Regions from separate parts of the Sus scrofa genome. Here region 2 is linked to region 1. A link is a contact called in public HiChIP or PLAC-seq data. All regions are on one chromosome and are shown on one strand. The core of a region is the stretch at or near the end of the contact, and the rest is flanking DNA. Distances in the headings are between cores, read along the strand shown. Region 1 holds the start of STAT2 (signal transducer and activator of transcription 2). Region 2 holds the start of PTGES3 (prostaglandin E synthase 3).

Region 1 (4,766 bases), core at 672-3,171:
CTGGCCACCTTCCTCAGACCCCTTGTCTTGCGAGACCCTGCTCCCCAAATCCCTGCCTGGCTTCACCCACATGGCCCCTCTACCCAAGTTCCTGATAGGCCTGTCACTGATGATTGCTCTGGAGAAAGCTGGCTGTCAAGCTGATGTACAGGTCCTGAAGCTTCAGCTCTACCGCCAGGGGGGTATAAATGCTACAGAGATGCTTATCAGACATCTTCAAGAACTTGAGAAAGGCAGAAGCTCAGGTAGGGGAGTATCAGCGGATGCCCTGTCTTCTGCTCTGCAGCAGTGGGCCGAGGAGCAGACAAGCCCAAAGAGGGCTCGTCGATCCCTCTCCATCAAGGACTGCGAGCATGAGAAGGAGCAGAGTGTGCACAATATAGTCCAGCTATTGCCGGGAGTGGGAACCTTCTACAACCTGGGCACGGCTTTGTATTACGCTGTTCAGAACTGCTCCGACAAGGCCAAGGAAAGAGGCCGAGATGGGGTCATAGATCTGGGTTATGACCTCCTGACAGCCATGGCTGGATCGTCAGGGGGGCCCTGGGGAATACTGATCAGTACTTCACTTAAACCTGTAGTGAAGTCTGGGATTCATCGTGTGATCCAGTATTACAATGAGAGAGAGGTGAAAACCCCTCCACCAGAGACCAGCAAGGAGGTCTTGGGGAGCACCATAGCCATGGGTGACCTGGAAGAAACAGCTACCGTGACCCCTTTGGTGTCAGAAGTAGTAAGTTCACCTCCTTACTGGTGGTGGACCTTATTCAAGGGCTACAACTCAGATCCTGGCTTTGGGAATCCTGCGATATAAAAGAAGGTGGTAAACACATTGGCTAGATCTAATATTCTGACAAGTTTGTATGTGCGTGTTCAAAATCCATATATCTAATTTGTTATCAAGGAGGAAGGCAGTGCCGTAAAATGTAGGAATTTCAAATTTTGTTGTTCAGAATCAGAGGATTTGACTTAGAATCCAGGTTCTACTCGTTAGAGCTTTGATCACTAGCTAGTAATTTCACTTCTTTCTCCAAACTCAGTTTTTTAAATTTCTTTCTTTTTTTTTTTTTTGCCTTTTTTTTGTTGTTGTTGTTGCTGTTGTTGTTGCTCCCGCGGCATATGGAGATTCCCAGGCTAGGGGTTGAATCGGAGCTGTAGCCACCGGCCTACGCCAGAGCCACAGCAACGCGGGATCCGAGCCGCGTCTGCAACCTACACCACAGCTCACGGCAACGCCGGATCGTTAACCCACTGAGCAAGGGCAGGGACCGAACCGGCAACCTCATGGTTCCTAGTCGGATTCGTTAACCACTGCGCCACGACGGCAACTCCCAGTTTTTTAAATTTCTAAAGTGAGGATAATGATTTTCACCTCAATGAGTTTTGTGGAAATTAAAAATTATACATTGTGTAAATGCTTAGCACAGTGCCATCAATAAACAGTTTTTTTTTGTTGTTCTTATTACTTAAGCCCTCCCCTTCCTGTCCCAAAGTAATGAAAATCAAAATCCATTTCGCTTGTTAGTTTAGCGCCTCTGAGCGCATGAGCGAGTCTCACTTCCGCGGCTTTTTTGTGGGTTCTCGGAAATCAGCTGTTTCAGTCCTGCGCTGTTCTTTTAGTTGGACACCTCCCTCCCGCAGACATGGGGCGGGGCTTACTTGAGAATGTCTACCAATCAATGCAGCTGGAGGAGTGGTTTAGGCTCCTCTTGTCCCGCCCCGCGGAGAGGGAGGAGTCGTGGTAGCGCCAATGAGCTCACAGCCTGCGGAAGAACTTGGCTGAATGGCAGCCAGTGTCAGGGTGCACAGCTGGGAACGGCGAGCTCCAGAGTTCAGCGGCTTACCCAAGCTTGCAGCAAGGGGGCGGGGCCGAGAGGCGGGCCGAAGTCGAGGGCGGCGCGGGAGGCCCTTGTACTGGCTCTCACTCTGGGGACCGGAAGCCTGAACCCGAGCTGCTGGCATAGAGCGGGTCTGAGACCCTAACAAGGTATGGACCCTCAGAGGGCGCGCGGGGGTGTGGGTGGAGGCATGAGTTTCTTCCTATGTAGGGAGGCAGGCCCCGGCATGTACGTCCCGGAGGGGTCGGACTCTGTCTCCAGGTTGAAGTGGGAGCTGTCAGCTACTTCATCCTCCTGTCCAACCTAGATCCCCAACCCTAACTTCCCCTTCCCAAAATACCCCTGCAACTTCCGAGACCCAAAACCTGGCATCAGTTGCATTGGTTCATTGTCTTAGCCAAAGCTTTTACATTCTGGTCTGTGTTATTTTTGATCCTCATCAAACAAACACTCCACTGTCTAAAGGTATAATCCTTATTTGTTAATGTTAAGATACGGAAAGGTGAACCGATTTACCTAAGGTCACACAGTTCATTTCAGAAAAGCTTATTGAGCAGGAAATAGGCACCTAAAAGAGTGACAGATTACTGGAGAAAAAAAGAGTTTACAGCCCTTAACCTCAGTGTTTGTAACCAATTTGGGAAGACCAGATATTTGGGGTTTGTTTTTCATATTTAAGCCTTAGGGTTTACTTGCCAGCTTTCTAATACCAGCTTTCTAATACCAGCTGATTCGTTTTTTTGGGAACTGGGGTCTCATCTTTGTTTTTGGAAGCAAAACCAGTACACAGTTTAAGAAGTCAAGTACCACCAAAGGGTAAATGAAATGAAAAATAGGAGCCTCTGCCCAATCCTTTCCTTACCCTGTTCCTACTGCCCAGTAGAAAGGCAGCTCATGAATATTCATACTGGTGGAAAAGAATCTCTCCACCCCAAGCATTTGATTTGTAGTAAAATCATGTGACCTTTTTTTAGACCACAAATGTGGGTGTTGATTCTTTTTTTGTTAGGCTCAGGCAGTAATAAGTTTTGATTTCCTAACAGACAGATGGCAGTGGGCAGGGAAAGGTACAGAGAAATATTCTTTTTCCTTACCCAGCATGTTTGGTGACAGGCAAAACCCACTTTTGAGTGAAATGTCTCACAGAGTTGATACTCTACATGAAGAATTGAAGATTGACAAAGATCATCGTAAAAGTGTCACAATCTTAGGGTTGAGTTACGCTTTGCATAGTGTTTAAGCATCTTTTAGAATGGAGCTCCTCCTTCCAACATGGAGAGCAGCTTATAGCATGTACCTTATCTCCAAGGAGGTTTCAGCCCCTGATAAAGCTTTGGGGCCAGCAGGGTAATGCTGAGATAAATACTTACGACTGACCTTTAAATGCTCCAGCATAAATGAATACAAACACAGACAAATAAATTTAAAATAAATTCATTGAAGGAAATAGATGAAATAAAGCTCATAGAAATATTCAATGTTTCGGAGTTCCTGTTGTGGCTCAGTGAGTTAAGGACACCACATTGTCTCTGTGAGGATGCTGGTTTGATCTCTGCCCTTGTTCAGAGGGTTAAGAATCCCGTGTTGCTGTGGCTATGGGGTAGGCTGGCAGCTGCAGCTGCAATTTGACTCCTGGCTGGGGAACTTCCATATGCCACAGGTATGGCTGTAAAAAGAAGAAAAAAAAAATTCAATGTTTGTTGAAGCTAAATGATGGGTAAATGGATGATCTTTGTACTATTCACTCTACTTTGTTTTATGTTTGAAAAGTACCATTGAAACAAAAAGGCTTACATATTGAAGCTCTTAAATAGTACTCCCTGAAAGAATGTGCACTAAATTGATAATAGGGTTACTTATGGAGGGGAGGAGAAGGGATGAGGATTGGGAGTGGGATTAATCTAGACTTTAATTTTTTTTCTGTATTTTTTCTTACCTGTATAATTAAAATGTTTTAAATTTATATAACAAATAATCATGAGGAGTTCCTGTTGTGGCTCAGTGGTAACAAACCCAACTAGTATCCATGAGGATATGGTTTGATCCCTGGCCCCACTCAGTGGGTTAAGGATCTGGCGTTGCCATAAGCTGTGATGTAGGTCATGGATGTGGCTCGGATCTGGCATTGATGTGGCTGCGGCACAGGCCAGCAGCTGCAGCTCGGATTCAACCCCTTGCCTGGGAACTTCCATATGCCGTAAGTGTGGCCCTAAAAAGCAAGAAAAAAAAATAATGAGACTGGATGATTTAATCCAACAAAATTTCCAACTGGGAACCTGCATCCTTCAGATTCAGAGGCCAAATGGCGCAGTGGGAGATGCTGCAGAATCTTGACAGCCCATTTCAGGATCAGCTGCACCAGCTCTACTCAGAGAGCCTCCTGCCAGTGGATGTTCGACAGTACTTAGCTGTCTGGATTGAAGACCAGAACTGGTGAGGCCTTCAGCCTCATCCCCTTGAGGGGGATGAGGAAAGTGGTTTCTTTCCTCTAAGTCTCCAGGATCCTGGAGACACTGAGGGAGGGAAGGGTTTGGAAGGCTTCAAGATAGTAGCAACCTGGGAGTTCCCATCATGGCTAGCAGTTGACAAACCTGACTAGTATCCACAAGGGCATGGGTTCGATCCCTGGCCTTGCTCAGAGGGTTAAGGATCTGGCGTGAGCTGGGGTGTAGGTCGCAGATATGGCTCGAATCTGGTGTCGCTGTGGCTGTGGTGTAGGCCAGTGGCTTCAGCTCTGATTGGACCCCAGCCTGGAAACCTCCATATGCCGCAGGTTTGGCCCTAAAAAGACCAAAAAAAAAGAGTGCAACTGGTATCCATGAGGATGAGGGTTTGATCCCTGGCTTCACTCAGCGGGTTAAAGGATCTGGCTTTGGAGTTCCCATCATGGCACAATGGTTAACAAATCCGACTAGGAACCATGAGGTT
Region 2 (4,509 bases), core at 694-3,193, 270 kb before region 1:
TCCTCAGGGAGACGGTGTATGCTACAATTAAAACTGACAAATTGGAGTTCCCGTTGTGGCGAAGCAGAAACAACCCGACTAGGAACCATGAGGTTTCAGGTTCTATCCCTGGCCTCATTCAGTGGGTTAAGGATCTGGCATTGCCATGAGCTGTGGTGTAGGTTGCAGACATTATCTTGGATCTGGCTTTACTGTGGCTGTGGCATAGGCCAGGAGCTGTGGCTCCAATTCGATCCCTAGCCTGGGAACTTCTGTATGCCATGGGTGCGGCCCTAAAAAGAAAAAAAAAAACCCAAAAAACAAAACTGACAAATCGTTGGAGTTCCTGTTGTATTGCAATGGGATCAGCAGCCTCCTGGGAGCACTGAGACACAGGTTCAATCCCTGGCTCAGCACAATGGGTTAAGGATCTGGCGTTGCTGCAGCTGTAGCCTAGATAGCAACAGAAGTTCAGATCTGATCCCTGGCCAGGGAACTCCATATACCTCAGAGAGGCCAAAAAAGGGGGGAAAAAAAAACCTGACAAATTGTTTCTTTGTTCCTTTTTATTAGTTTTTGAAATAGGCCTAGGAATTTCTCTCTCAGGAAACTGTTAAGATTAAATTTGTCTGGCGTTCCCACTGTGGATCTGTCATTAAGGATCTGTCATTGCCACAACTCTGGTGTAGGTTCCAGCTGCGGCTCAGATTTGATCCCTGGCCTGGGAACTTCCATATGCCGGAGTGCAGCCCCCCCCAAAAAAAATTAAAGTTGTGAAATGAATCTAATACCAAGTACTTTCTTTCTGCCAATTCAGGTGGCAGACTTCTCTCCCCAAAACCCTAACCATACATGTTTGAATCTAGATTTTGCTCCCTACTGGATACAGAACTTTTTGATGAATTTGAAAAAGAGATCTGATACAGTTAGCTCCCATCAGCTAATGGATGAGATTAAAGGCATGGATAAAACCAGATTACAAGTTATCTGTGAAACTTCTGAGGAGCCACTTCCAGAGCTACACTAACATGAAATCCTTTGAAATATATCCAATGGGAGTAGTAAATAAACTATAAATTATGATGCAATGGATTTGAATTTTCAGAAATTTCTTGTGTGAAAGGCAGTTTTTCTCACAGCACTTGATAGGGGAAATTGCCAGTTTTTTCAGGTTGCAGACTTTTAAATGCCTATCTTCAATTCAGTTCCATTTTCAGTTCATCTTATGTTGTTGCCAAATTAATCTTTTTAGAACACAAATGTTACTCCCATTCAAAAAAACTTCAATAGCTTCCCACTGTCATAGAAATAAGTCAAAAACAATTAGCCTGATAATTAGTGCCACCATTATTTATGACCTACCTTCCCTCTACACTCTGGATTACCTAGGTCAGAGATTGGTAAACTTTCTGCAACCACTAATCTTTGCATGGCCTTCAAGAATGATTTTTACATTTTTAAAGGGTTGAAAAAGAAAATCAGAGTTCCCATAGTGGCTCAGCAGAAACGAACCTGTCTAGTATCCATGAGGAAGCAGGTTCTATCCCTGGCCTCACTCAGTGGGTTAAGGATCTGGCGTTACTATGGCTGTGCTGTAGGCCGGGCAGCTGCAGCTCAGATTTCAACCTCTAGTCTGGGAACCTCCATATGCCGCGGGAGCAGCCCTAAAAAGAGGCTACCAGTGGAATTGGAGTTGTAGCTGCTGGCCTTCACCACACCACTGCAACTTGGGGTCTGAGCCTTGTCTGCAACCTACACCCCAGCTGACCGCAAAGCTGGATCCTTAACCCACTGAGCAAGGTCAAGGATCAAACTCGCATCCACATGGATCCTAATCCAGTTCGTTTCTGCTGAGCCAGGAAAGGAACTCCAGACTCAAACATCTTGATGTATTTTGTTTTCCGAAATAAGCAGTAGGCTCCTTAGAATGACAGTATTTTTTTTTTTTTTTTTTTTAAAGGGCTACGTGGGCAGTATATGGAAGCTGCCAGGCTAGGGGTCAAATCAGAGCTGTAGTTGCTGGCCTACCCACAGCCACAGCAAGGCCAGATCTGAGCCGCAATCTGCAACCTACACCACAGCTGATGGCAGCTCCCCACCCTTAACCCACTGAGGCTAAGGATCGAACCCGCATCCTCATGGATAATCCAGTTTGTTATTGCTGAGCCACAATGGAACTCCAGAATCACAGTATTTGAGAGCTGGGGTTTAACTTTCTTTAACAGGATTGGAGCCTAGGGTCCAATGTCTGTAGTTCCCAACACCTGCCTTGCATAGCATAGACACTAATTAATGCTGCATATGAAGCTTCCAAACACTCTCCAAAATGTCTTACGGCACTTTCCTTAAACCTCCTCTGTGTCCTAACAAGCAGCGTATTGATGTATTTCTCCCTTACTTCCCGGCTAAGCGATTTCTAGAGTGGACAAGTTACCATTTTGATTCTCTTGGTTAGTAACACCCATTAGCACCTAACCAGGTAACAGCTGAAAAAAGATGAGGTTTCCCCCCTCCCCTACAGGATCAGCCTGGAGACTCCAAGTGTCCTGGTCTCTCCATTCCCGCAAACTTAGACTCATTTAATAACTTTCCTCTCGCATCAAAGCAGGTGCGAATGCCGGTCAGCCAAAGACCTCGAATTTCCGCGGCCCCTGGACAGGTTCTCCACCCCTCAGAAAGACGGCGAGGAGGACCCAGGCCTGTGACTCAGGTTAGCCCTTTCCCTCAAATATCACCAGCGGAGGCTTTGCCCATCTTTTTGCCGTAGACTGTTTTCTCAGTGAGCCGATGTACTCCCTCAAGTAACCGATCCCCTATTTCACTTTTCAAGCCTCCAGACTCTGCGTCCATCCGCCTCGGCCTTCCTCCCTCGGTTAACGCGACAGTTTCTCGGGGAGATCGCCCAAGGCGCGTGGCAGGGCGGTTAGGCGACCAACGGTTTCCACCGCGAGGAGGGGGGAGCGGGCAAAGCGGCGGGAACCAGTCGAGCCGGAGGCAGCCGACGTGGGGCGGGGCCAGCCCCGGGAAGGATCGCGAAGGAGCTGGGAAGCCCCGCCCTTTCCGTAGATATCTCTAGAAAGCCGCGCAGGAGCCCGAAAACAAAGAGTGCGCACGCGCGGCGGCTGGGCCCGGGCATTTTGCTGCGTCACCAGCCGCCGCCCGGCCTCACCACCCCTCGCTCGCACGCACGCACGTTCATTCTCCGTTCTCGCGCCCCTTTTCCTACACTTTCCTTTTCTCCCCGACCGGAGGAGTCGCTCTGCCCGCGCGGTGCATTCTGGGAACCCAGGTCTAGCCCGCCGCGCCGCCGCCGTCGCTTGAGGGAAAAGCGAAAAGAGGCCGCAATCGGGGAGAGGACGCCAGAGTCGCCACCGGAGAGGAGTCGACTGCCTACCAGCTGCCGCCGGAGAGGCCCGCCCACCCGTTCGCCCGTCCCCTTGCCCCGTTCACGATGTGAGTGCGACACGCCACCCAGGGAAGGTCGCCCTGGAGGGAGGCCGAGGCCGCGCGGGGGGGTGCCGGGAAGCCATCCCTTCCCCTCCCCCGCTTTCGGCTCCCTCGGCTTTTTCCCCCTCGGTAGCATTCGTTCTTGCTTGGGGGTGGGAGGTCCAGTATCCTTGTTCCGGTTACCGTTGGCGGGTGGAGGACATTTTTCCTCCAGATGTCCGCTTCCCCCATCTCTAAACCTTCCCTTTGCTTCCCCGTGCCGGAAACCCCACTTTCCCCCTTCGGCAGTGAGGGCTGCTCCCAACTCTTCGTAACTTAGCCTTAGGCCTTAATCTCCTGTGAGCTTTTGGCCACGCGGGCGCCTCGGAGGCGTGGACCCTCGTGGGCTGCCACTCCGCTCCTAGCGACCTAGGTCTGCTTCTGCCGCTGTGTGATGCTGGGACCAGGCCCGGGGACAAGTGCACCTGCGGTGGGTCCTACCCCACAGCTGCTGGTGCTCTTCGTAAGGCACCACGCGGCCCTCCACTGCGAGCGACAGGTACTGCTAGGCAACTGGAGGGAGGGAGGCCATGCTGTCGCCGCAACTTACTTCCCTCTCGGTGTCGTGATTGCCAGAGTATGGGTGTTTCCAGGCTTCTTCTTAACTCAGTCTCGCGAAGGGAGTGGAGGTTGCCAAAACTCAGCCGTTTCCCTGGTAGCGAGGCTTTACAATTGAGCAGGGAGTTCTGCACTTGTTAGAGTTGAAAGATACTTAGGGATATTTTCTGTGAAACTTTAGGTGAGGTTTCGTTATCCTATTTTAATTTAAGGATGAAACAGGTAGGTAATTGCCTTTTTGTTGCCTTAAGTTTGTTTACGTGGGGGTAATTTCAGATCTTTTAAAAGTCTTAGTTTTATGATAAAGGAAAACATTTTAACCGAGTGCGGTCTCTTGCATTGCCATTCCCAGCTTTACATTCTTTTCAGGAAAAGCCTTACCTTTTCAGATGTGAGAACTGCCTATTTTACAGTTTTTTGGTACCACGTACTCCTGAAAGTTACCTATGGAGATCAATTGAGGGGAAGAATTTTTATTTCTATAAA

What was found. HiChIP or PLAC-seq counts read pairs in DNA pulled down with a chosen protein or histone mark.
Region 2: an H3K27ac HiChIP or PLAC-seq map of alveolar macrophages shows a contact between it and region 1. The contact joins the promoter of PTGES3 here to the promoter of STAT2 in region 1. A contact is called at or near these places in 1 of 47 Hi-C or Micro-C datasets (liver) and 1 of 2 datasets of contacts at active chromatin or transcription factors (alveolar macrophages).

Annotation. Positions count from the first base shown.
Region 1 is chr5:21,746,115-21,750,880 of Sscrofa11.1, reverse strand. STAT2 (signal transducer and activator of transcription 2) reads left to right here and starts at 1,921. Exons shown (of 24, transcript NM_213889.1): 1 at 1,921-1,987; 2 at 4,128-4,271. The coding sequence starts at 4,141.
Region 2 is chr5:22,020,264-22,024,772 of Sscrofa11.1, reverse strand. It overlaps PTGES3 (prostaglandin E synthase 3), which reads left to right and starts at 1,943. Exons shown (of 8, transcript XR_002344304.1): 1 at 1,943-3,964.